Regions from separate parts of the Gossypium hirsutum genome. Here region 1 is linked to region 2. A link is a contact called in public Hi-C data. All regions are on one chromosome and are shown on one strand. Each heading gives the region's core, a stretch centred on a gene start, on an enhancer-like site or on the middle of the called end of the contact. The rest is flanking DNA. Distances are from core to core; before and after follow the strand shown. Region 1 overlaps LOC121224229 (a long non-coding RNA gene). Region 2 has its middle 12 kb from the start of LOC107946529.

Evidence for each region. A called contact is a pair of places that touch in the nucleus more often than the background predicts.
Region 1: a Hi-C map of leaf shows a contact between it and region 2, with 4 times the contacts expected there. The contact joins two enhancer-like sites. A contact is called at or near these places in 5 of 34 Hi-C or Micro-C datasets (cotyledon, hypocotyl, leaf and 1 more).

The regions. Positions count from the first base shown.
Region 1 is chrD12:53,045,745-53,051,853 of Gossypium_hirsutum_v2.1, forward strand. It overlaps LOC121224229 (a long non-coding RNA gene), which reads right to left. Exons shown (of 5, transcript XR_005921830.1): 4 at 6,057-6,109; 5 at 5,759-5,967. Among protein-coding and RNA genes, the nearest start is that of LOC121224229, 7.9 kb to the right of the region's middle. Within about 2 kb of position 2,312, at least 2 of the 9 cell types and tissues checked have an H3K27ac peak or open chromatin away from gene starts, as enhancers often do. A contact at or near this core is called in leaf, where this site is marked.
Region 2 is chrD12:52,985,660-52,991,193 of Gossypium_hirsutum_v2.1, forward strand. No RefSeq gene overlaps it. Among protein-coding and RNA genes, the nearest start is that of LOC107946529, 12 kb to the right of the region's middle. Within about 2 kb of position 3,907, at least 3 of the 9 cell types and tissues checked have an H3K27ac peak or open chromatin away from gene starts, as enhancers often do. A contact at or near this core is called in leaf, where this site is marked.

The DNA of each region.
Region 1 (6,109 bases), core at 1,062-3,561, 58 kb after region 2:
GTTTAATTTCAATTAAGTGAATGCTATTTGGTAACGAATATTATATATATGTGTGTTTTATATTGGAACCGAATTATTATTGGTAATATGTATAATTATTAGATGCTTTGAAATGATTATCGGAAGCTTGTTGGATGATTTGATTATGGTTATAATGGCGTGTATAAGTTAAATTGGTTAACGTTAGGTCACTAATGTTTTGATTTTGATTGGTTATAAATATGAATGTTAGATAAAAAAATGAAATGTCTGAAAATTAATTAGCAAACTCCGGTAATGCCTCGTCCCCTATTTCGGTGTCGAATACGGGTAAGGGGTGTTACAAATAGAATAATAATGAATTGAATGAATTGTGTACAATGCAAAGGCCTATATATAGGCTAGCTAAATAAATCTAAATAAAACTCTTAAGTATACTAGAACTCTAATTTAACCTAAACAAGAAGTAATTTTAAACTAAATTTTCTTGTTAACATAAAACTCCTAAATAACTTAAAATACTTAATAATTATCAAAAATTCAGAATAAAATAATAAGATCTGACAAATATAATATTGGGCTCATATATAATAAAAATTAAGTCTAAAACCCGAACCCAATATGATTTAAACTCGAATTAAAAGCCCAAAATTCGTAATTCCCGTAATAATCCCATTCAGAAATTCTGCTTGCGCAGTCTTCATTAAAACGGTCATAACTTGAGCTCCCGAACTCAAAATCGAGTGATTCAAAATGCGTTTCAAAGCTAAGAGATAGATCTTCAAATGACATGAGACATATCAACCCAAATATGCCAGAATCCTTCCAAAAAGTCGTCACAAGTCTACTGATTTCCCAAGCCTGAATATTGGCAGTTTTGATGGTTGGAATCTAATAAATTTCACCCCATTTGTGCATGTATCAACATCTGTCACCGAGATTCCGAGCGATGTCCCTCACGTTCAAATCTGGTCCGATGCATTTGTAACGGGTCCTTCAAACGATATTTGTACACGGGTTAGGGTTTGTTTTTTAAGATTTATCAAGATTCAACGATATTAATGAAAGATTCGTCAAGAATTGCGAAAGATCGACTAATTGATTTGAAAGATCAATATCGGATAGAAATGCTATGAAATTTGGGTCCTACACTTAAGATCGAGATGCATTTAACGAACTTGATGGAATTACATAGGCTATTAACGATAAATTCAACAATCTATAGAGAATCAATTTATTAGGGATTGATTTGATATCGAAAGCAAAAATAATTATTAACAATTAGGATAAAAAATGGTGTAAATAAAATGGAAAGAAAACAAATAGAGAATAAATAGAAAAATGGAAGGCAAATTCTATCAAGATTTCTAAAGGGGCAAATTGAAATTCTAATTAGGAAAAGAAGATAAAAAGATGGTAGAATTCTAATTCTATTGGGATTTTGAGGAAGGGTAAGTTATGAATCCTAATTAGGAAAGAATTGGGCCAATTCCTAGGGGCTTCACCTACAATTTTCCTAAGTTTTTGCCGAAATTTGAAATTAAAATTAAAAGGGAGGAGGAAGCGGCTCAAACCTTGGTCATTTAAGGGGGGCCTTAACCATTAGGGTATTTCCCATTTCTTATTAAATTTTGACACTTAATTATATAGATATATTTTGGAGTGTCTTTGGCAAAATTATGAAATTAAAAAAAAAAAAAAAGATTCAAACCTAGGTCAATTGGGAACCAATTGGGCTACTACCATTATTGTTGAACTTTTACTCTATTTAATATATATTCTAATGTGATTTTCATCTTAAGTTGCTGAATATTTAAGCTACTTAACCATGAAGCCTGAGGCCTATCATTTTATTACAACTAATTGTATTCATCTTCTTTATTTTACAAAAAAAAAAAATTTTGCGCGGTCAAACCCTTCAACCTAAAATTATAACCATTTGTATAGTAGAGAATTAATCCTCTTTCCAAGAGCTAATTTTTCTTTTTCATTTTACTGTCCCAAAAATCAATCCTCTTTCTCTCTTAGAATTTAATCCCCCCCCCCCAAAAAAAGGTTTTAACATATCCCATTAAATGCTTCAATGGTTCCATTTTTTCACTGTTTAAGAGCTATTTTGATCTCCTTTAAAATTGGTTTTTATTCAAAAATCGAAAAAAAATGGTTGGTCCTAAACTCTTGGAATTAGAAGAATTCGTATACCCTGTATACTTTTTTTAAGGGTGTACTTACAATATACCCTTTTTTGAAAGCAATTACTTACAATATACTTAAATGAATAGCAACGTTACCCAATGGAATTTTGGGCTAAAAGATCCAAAATAGAAGAAACAAAAATGGCCCCGTGCAATTGTGGACTGAACTTAGGACTACTAATGGTGGCCCGAATCTGCTTCTGATCAACGCTGGCCAACCATTTTTCCCTACTTTTTCCTCACTTCTTTTCATATACAATGTTTTTAGAACCGGATTAGTGGTCGAACCATTTAGATCATCAATTTTTTATTTGACCGATTCAATCAGTTTAATCAATTTACTGTTTAATAATATAAAATAATAAATTATTTAAAAAAAAGCACTTTAGTAAAAAAACACTAACTTAAAATATAACTTGGACCAATCTTTTAATTTATAAATTACTGTTAAGGACCAATATGGTTAGGCCCATGGCCGAAAACAAAGCCTACTTCCTTCCACTTGTTCTCTTTTTTTATTTTCCCTAATTTCCTTGCCGCCTAAACTTTTCATCTCTCATTTTTCTTCAGATTTTATTTTTTGGTTTCGTCTTTTCATCTCTAACTTTTATCTTGGGTACTCTTGATTGGCTCTTGAAGGCGGAGGAAGGTTGTTACGGATTGAAATGGTGGCTGACCAGTAGCAACAAGAAAGCAGTTGACGGCAGTGTTACCCTTAAAACAATATTTTCAAAATCGGATCGATGGTCCAACCGATCATATCATCAGTTCTCGGTTTGACCAGTCCAATTGATCCGATTACCAATTCAACCGATTTGTTGTTTAATAATCTGTACTATTAATGAAATCCCTAATTGAGTTGATGTCGTCACAAGTCCAACTTAATTAGGAAATTACAAAAAATGACCCTCCATATTTAAAACAAGTTATGTTATTTGAGGATATTTTAATTTTGGGTAAATTACACCCATGATCACTTTTGTTTACCTTAGGTTACATTTCAGACACTTATGTTTGAAATGTTACATTTTAGTACTTATGTTATCGTGTTGTAACATTTTAGTCACTAAGCCGTTAATTGTCGTTAATGGTGTAATGGTAAGCTGACGTGGCACGTTAAATCATCATTTCAAACAAAAACTTTAGGTTAAATTATACATTGGTCCCCATAATTTTTCGTTTTGAGCAATTTAATTCTTTTATGTTCTTTTAACTTTCTTTCTCTTTTTTTTTCATTCTCTTCTACTTCTCCCTCTGTTTTTCTACCTTCTTTATTTCTTTTAACATACCAGGAAGTCGAATTGGTAGTGAAAAAAGAAGCATGGTATGGGTTTATGGGTTTTGGTTATAGGCAAATGATGACAGTCGACTTCCTACTTTTTTCATTGCCAATTCGACTTCCTAATATGTTAAAAGAAATGGAAAAGGTAAGAAAACAGAGGGAGAAACAAAAGAGAATGGAAAAAAAGAGGAAAGTTTAAAGAACATAAAAGAAAAAAAATTAAATTACTTAAAACGAAAAAATATGGGGATCAATTGTATAATTTAACCTAAAATTTTGTTTGAAATGATGATTTAACGTGCCACGTCAGCTTACCGTTACACCATTAACAACGATTAATGGCTCAGTGACTAAAATGTTACAACATGATAACGTAAATGACTAAAACGTAACCTAAGGTAAACAAAAGTGACCATGGGTGTAGTTTACCCTTTAATTTTTTACTTGAAAAAGAAATATTTTTTAGACAAGTGTTTTAGTATTATTTAAAAATATGCCAAAAAATTATGGTTATATATATAGTATAGACAAATTTTGGTTTGTTTTACAAATGCATCCCTATTCATCGCTTTTAATTAAATTCATGTAAAAATAATGTTTTTTTATAAAATTACATATTCAGTCCATTAATACTAAAAGTAATTCATAAGTTCATGATTTTTTTAGTATTTATTTTTAATTAGTACTATTTATTAATTATTGTCAACTTTATTTAAAATATTTCTAATTTTATTTTTACACAAACAATTTTATAAAACTAACTTTCTGTAATAATCTGTATACAATTTTTTAATATATTTTAATTTATTTATTATAATTTAAAATAGACATAGCTATTTATCTAATATATTTTAATTTATAAATACAATTAATCCCTGCATAGCATCGGTATACAAACTAGTAAATGTATATTTTTTACTTGACGAAAATTTGCTATTAATCTTTGTACTCTAAGTTTTGGTCATTTTTAGATTATGTACTTTTCAAGTTTTAAAATTTTAGTTCTAACACAAATGATAGATGTTAAATCCAATAAATTAAATCGTGTTATTTTCAAAATTTTATGTAGCACACATAATACCACATGTTTAATGACATATTTGACCTAATGGGTTTAATTGCTCGTGTTTAGGTCAAATCAAAAATTTTAAAATTTGAAAAGTATAAAAATACTAAAACTAATTAAATTAGAACATAAGAATTAAGCCCGTAACTTACATATAGTACATGAACTAGTAATAAAATTTGGTCTTTTTTTACTTTACAATATTATGTATAAAATGAAAATTTTATCTTCTCAAAATCATTTTTTTGAACTCAATACTAATCAACTAAATTTTAAATCAAACTTTAAAAAAATATTAAAAAATAATGCTAAACTACGAACACTTATTAGAGTAATGGGGTAGAATTAGTGTTGTTTGAACTAGACTAGATCGGCTGATTGGACCGGGAACCAACCAAGTTATTAGTCTGGAGAGTGGCTTTGAATTGATTTAACCAAGAACCGATACGAATCGATTGAATAAGATTTTTTTAATTTTTAATAATTTTTAAATCAAACTAGTTAGACTGATTAGATCGATGAATCAATGACTTGACATATTCGACCACCAGTCTGATTTAAAAAAAAATTAGGCAGAACTAGAGGTGTCCATGGGCCGGGCCGGGCCCAAAAAAATTTTCAGCTCGCTTCCTAGGCCCGGGCTCGGCCTGGCCCGAAATATGGGCCTGAGATTTTGTTTAGGCCCGGCCCGGGGAAAAATATAGAACCCGAGCTCGGCCCGACCCGGCCCGGTTTTAATTAAAATTAAAATTATATTTTTATTAAAATTAAAACTAATTGTTATTAAAATTAATTGTTATCAAAATTAATTGTTATTAAAATTGTATCAAATTATATTTTTTTTGTACCAGTCAACATTTTGTAAAATCTAACATTTTGTTAGTAAAATTATTAATTGTTAATTGTATTAATTATTACTAAAATTATCAGATTATATCAAATTATTAATTATTAATTGTTACTAATATTTTGTTAGTAAAATTATTAATTGTTAATTGTATTAATTGTTAGTAAAATTATCAAATTATATCACTTATATCAAGTTTACCTGAGATAAACATTTTATTAATTGTATTAAGGTAACATTTTGTTCTTTGCAAATTGTATTCAAGACTCTTGAACAAACCTTTGTAATATCAGTAACAATACTCTCAAATCCCCCATAGGTAGTTCATTGCTATAAGTCCAATTTTATCACTTCCAATTCTATCCTGTCACCTAAATTTTATAACAAAATATTTAAACATACTTAATTTTATAGCAATAAACAACAAACCATAATATTCATACATTAATCCATCAACATATTTAATTTTATAACAAAATATAAATTGTAAGCTAAATTAAATTTTAAACATTTAGAAAGAAAGTATCTTAAAAAGCAACTGAAGAAACATCATCCTCATCGTCCTCATCGTCGTCATCGTCCTTTTTGCAACCAATTTCTAACATGAAATAAGAATAAATAATTAGATAATCAAATTGACGAAAAAATAATATAAAATTATAACAATAAAACGAGAATAATAATTACCTGCTGAAAATCCCTTAGCTCGCATCCAATCATCCAAGCAAACAACGGCTTGA
Region 2 (5,534 bases), core at 2,657-5,156:
TTCTCATCCTTTAAATTTAGTTTTACTTTCGATTTAGTCCCTTTTTTACCTTTTTTATTATTAAATTTTTTTTATTATCCTGGTTATCATTATTATTATTAGTATTATTATTTATATTAGTTTATATATTTATCTACATTTTTTTATGTATGTACATTATTATATAATATTATTTTAGGTGTTAACATTTATATAAGATATTGTTTTATACATATATGCAATTATATTAAACCATTTTGATTATATACATGTATACATAACATATTATTGATTTTATATTATATATTTTATTTATACATACATTTTTTTTAAAAAGAAAAAAACAAAAAAACCTACTTTAATATATTTTGCTTATTTCAACTTTTGTATATTATTGTGTATATATTATCATTAAAATTTTCCTTCCACATGTACTATTTATTTAAATTAATATATGTATGTGATTTAATGCATTTTGATTTATCTTTTTATAGTATTTATTTTGAATGTTGATATTTGTGTTTGCATGATGTGTGTTTGATATTTTTGCCCGAATATGTATTATATTATTTATTTGTATTTATTGGTTATCGATGATTATTTGTATACTTTAGCCTATTGTTTTGCGTTATATGTTAACATCCCATTGCATTTTTTTTAATATTCGGTTTCACTAAAACCCCAAAATCATTTTTATTTCATAATTTTAAAAAAAGGGCATAGCGTTTATAATTCTCGAGAGAATTGTGCCCTAACTTACTGGGTTCCAATTTGTCTCGATGAATTAGATAGCCATGTGTTTCTTTTATTAAAACACAAATAAAAAGCTCATTCTCGAGAATTCAATATGTTGTGTGTCCTAACGTATTGGATATGACATGTTATTTTCTCGAGACGAGAATTCTTCTAAATAAAAAAGGCAATATTCGATATTTAGGAATTTTGTGAAATTGAACCCTAACTTACTGGGTTTTGATTTTTCATTTGACCCAAATAATCAGATATCCTTCTCAAAATGCATAGGTTTTAAAGGTCGAAAGATGAACTTAATTTTGAGGATTTGAAATATTGCGCTCTAACTTATTGAAGTGTGACAATCTATTTCCTTGAAATAAATGAGTTTCATCCTCCGATTCGTTTCATTCAAATTTTTTATTTAAAAGGATTGTATTTTTAAAATCTTTTCAAAATTTCCACTCTAAGACATTAAACAATCAATTCGGTACCAATTTTGGGCGTCACGAGGGTGCTAACCCTTCCTCGTGCGTAACCGACTCCCGAACCTGTTTTCTCAAAATTCACAGACCTAAAATCATTTTTTTGGTGAACCAGTCACACCTCGATAAAGGATTGGTGGCGACTCAAATTTTCATTTTTTTGGTCGACAACTAAATTTTTGCTTTCAAAAAATGGTTTCGACACTATGGGTTCGGGTTCTCCGAGAAAAATACAGGATGATGAAGAAGGTACCCAAAAAGATAGCGTAAGGAAACTGTTTAGCTGTCTGGAGAGCCATTGTTAAGGTATGGCCTTTATTGCACGAAAACTTGGTTTGGTTAGTGAGAACTGGGAACTCTATACATTGTTGGAAGGACCCTTGGATACCTAATTTAGGTCTTTTGATTAACTATGTACCTACTCATAATAACCTCATATTGGATAATTTGTTGCATGACATGGTAACTAGAGATATGGCTTGGAATCTGGACTTGTTTAGAATATGGTTGTCAGAGGATATTATTACAAGAATTGTTGGTATTCCCCCCTCCGTAGTCCTTTGTAGGGGAATATAGAATAATTGGATTGGCACTTCCATTGGGGCTTTTTAAGTGAAAAACGTGTATAGATCACTTCGAGAGAGTTCTTGGCATACTAAAAATAGATGGTGGAAGGTTATTTGGAAGTTTTCAGGACCTCAATGTATTTAACTATTTTTATTGTTACTCTCCAAACAACACCTTCTAACAAATATGGAACGATTAAGGAGGGGTATCGTTCAACATGGCTCGTGTTTGTTGTGTTGGCATGGCGATGAAGACTGAATTCATGTCCTTAAGGATTGTCCGGCAACTAGCGAAGTGTGGTGTCATCTCGTACCAGTGGAACTACGAAGCATTTCTTTTTGCAGGGGATCTAATGGAGTGGATGGAGATGAATTTATTTTGCTTGATCTAGTTACCAGATGTGTGTAGTTTTTGGGCAAGTCTTTTTGGTATAATCGCTTAGTGCATATGGAAGAATAAAAACCTTTTTATCTTGCAAGGAAAAACTTAGAACTCCATTGAAACTATTAAGTCTTCTGTGAGTCGGGGAAAACAATATTTCTTAGCTCACACAGGTAATTCGACAGAACATATTGAAATTGCTTATGATTTTTCCATGATAAGTAACTGGATTCAACTATACATTGATGAAATTGTTAAGATGAGTGTGGGGGTCGATTCTTGGATTTAATTGATATTTGGGGGTTTGTTCCGCTTTTTATGCTGAACTATAGGACATTCTAGATAGTTTGGCCCTCACCTAAGGGAAGGAATATCACAAGGTTGTGATCCACACAGACAATCTAGAAGTAGTCAAAGTCATTCAAGATATTCATTTGGCAGTTTCTTCTTGAGCTTTGTTACGAAGGATACATATAAGATTACAAGATATACAACATTAGAGATAAGGCACATTCCCAGGGAGAGGAACTAAGTCGCAGATTGTATGGCAAAGATGGCCACGACAAGAAGTACAAATATGCAAGTGTTTGAAGACATTCTTGAAGATCTACCACTTGTTCTTGAAATTGATAGAATTGTCAATTTTCGATCATGTTTGTTTAATACAGTCAGAATGTTTTCCATACAAAAAATATTTCTTTTGAATTTATTTAATAATGAATATAGGTGAAGTGGTAATAAACTTTTATTATAATACTATTAAACACATGTTCGATTCTTGAATTTGTAATTTGTAAATCTTTTGTTTAAAAATGATATAAAAGTATGGAAAGACAAATGTGTCATCATAATAATATTAATTATAATTTAAAAGAATAGGTATTTCTTTAATTTCATGAATGAGTTGGCTTAGTAAAGTGCTTATGTTATATTTCTTCAATTTCATTAATGAGTTGATGACCCAATTAAAGATGGCATAATATATTTTTGGTAAATTATTTTAAGTCGTATTTAATCAATTTATGACTAGCAACAACAGTAACTAAACAATTTTCTATCACACTTGTGAATATGTGGTACCTAGTAATAGGAATAATAAAGAAATAAAAAAGTTGAATGATTCAACTTTGGAAAGAAAAGCCCACGTCCAAAGTGTATTAAACTCCTTTACAATATATATCTAATAAATAAATATAAAACTCCTTTGAATAATAAAAATCATAAATGAAGCTAAACACCTCCGTCTCAAAGAATATAAAATTTATGGTTCTAAATAAAAATTCATGTACATTATTTTATTAAAAATATATAAAATTGAAATAAGGTATGAAAAGATGAATACCTTTTATATCTGTTATTTTTTATTATATTTATGTACATATACCAATTATGAAATTTATCTAAAAAAAGATCTCATTGTTAAAAATGATACTAAAACAGTTTGGATAATTTATATATGAAGTTCTAAAATTGTAGTTAGTTAAACTTGTAAAACTAAGGATAAAGTTGATTTATATTACCAACCTCATGTTAAATAAATGGATGGGGTTTCTCATTTTAACGAGGCTTTGGGTTTGGACCAAATGAGATGGCATGCTTTGCTTCACACGCCCTTCCAGTCTTATTTTATGGTTTTTAAATATTATTTGATAAATTTTCCAAGTCAATAAAATCCTTCAAATCCTACTCCTAAGAAATCTATTGCATGTGGTTTTCCAAGAAAACAGACCGGCCTGCTTAACAAAGCCCAAAGTCATCCATGTCGCCTCATCACCTTTCCTCCACATTCTCAGATATTAAAAGTGACTTTAGTGGGCATAGCAACACAATTAAGCCAGCTGATCAACAAAACATACGATACTGCCATTAAAGCCACCAATGCCATCAAAATATTCATCCCAAATCTATACAAATTATTCAGCCTCTAACTAATGGAATGGAAGGTCACCAAGAAAGGGCAAATGGCTGCTAAAGCTGACAAATCGAAATTAGATTGGATTAAATAAATAGAGTGGCATCATGGTTAGGTATTTGAGATTCAAAGTTCATTGGTGAGTAGGGTTACCAGGTCCTTTTCCAATCTACGCATCTAAACCACCAGCTTTACTTACTTTAGAATCTGAGAATTTTTGTGTGATTCAAATCTTGATTCGAGCATTTTGTCATAGTAAACTCAATGACTTGACTATGATGTAATAGGGTTTTGCCTGTGATCCTCGAGGAGTGGGGATCTCATACACCTGTGGTTGAGGGTTTTAGAACATCTTGTGTAGAATATTTGAGAGACAAATATTGTTATTTATAGAAGGCCAGATATTGGTTTTCAGTGGACAAATTTTACCATTCACAATATTTAACTTGACGAGATCCTCGCACACAAATAAAAACTCAACAACTTTATATATTTTTACTCTTTAAATAGTTATAGAATAATTATTAAATCGTTGGTAAAGAGTAAAAATATATATATATTTGAGTTTTTGATGTGTATAGAATAATTATATGTTAGAATGTTAATATTTTTCTAATTTCACAAATCAACTTAAAATATTGTCATTTATCTCATTTCTTTTATGTATTTAAACCTTACATTCACTTTTCAACTTTAATATCAAATATTTTCTCGAGTAAAAATGTTAACCTTCTCTACCACTCGTGGAAAAGTCAAACCCAAAACTGAAAAAGGACTGCAATTTCCAATCCAATTTATTGCTTGTAATCCATGAAGTAAAAACTTAAAATTTCACATTACTTAAAAAGGGAAATTTTACTCAACACATGTCAAGTTTCATGGAAAATTAAGCAACCATCTCTTTCCTGTTTTTACCTTAACAATTTATCCACTTCACTATATGATAGGTGTGTTAGAAAATATGATTTATATTAATAAATACCTTTATTTAATTTTAATTTAAGAAAAAGTGTAGATGTATGTAGAAGAGAATCTCATGTTCATGTTTTATTATAGGTAGGTTTGCTTCAATTTTATATTAGATTTCTCCAATTTATGTTTCATTAATTTAATAATTTTTTTAGAGCATCACAAATTTATTTTATACTTATAAAGTTATAATAAAATAAGTATCAACAGTAAATAAACAAATCGATTTTGGATTCAAAATCTGACCCATGATTCTAGCTATAATGGGTAAATGAGGATTTATATTAGATTGATTTTTGTCTATATCATTATATATGGAGTCAAATTAATTCTAAGTATTGGAGAATTAAAAATGTACCCAGGATAATTTTAGCTATGTAGATAAAATAATACTCTTTAATTTATTTCAACGTATAATATTCAAAAGGGTAAATTACGCCATTAATCACTAAACTATGAGTAAATTTTTGTTTTGGTCACTTAATTAAAAAAATTACAATTTGGTCATT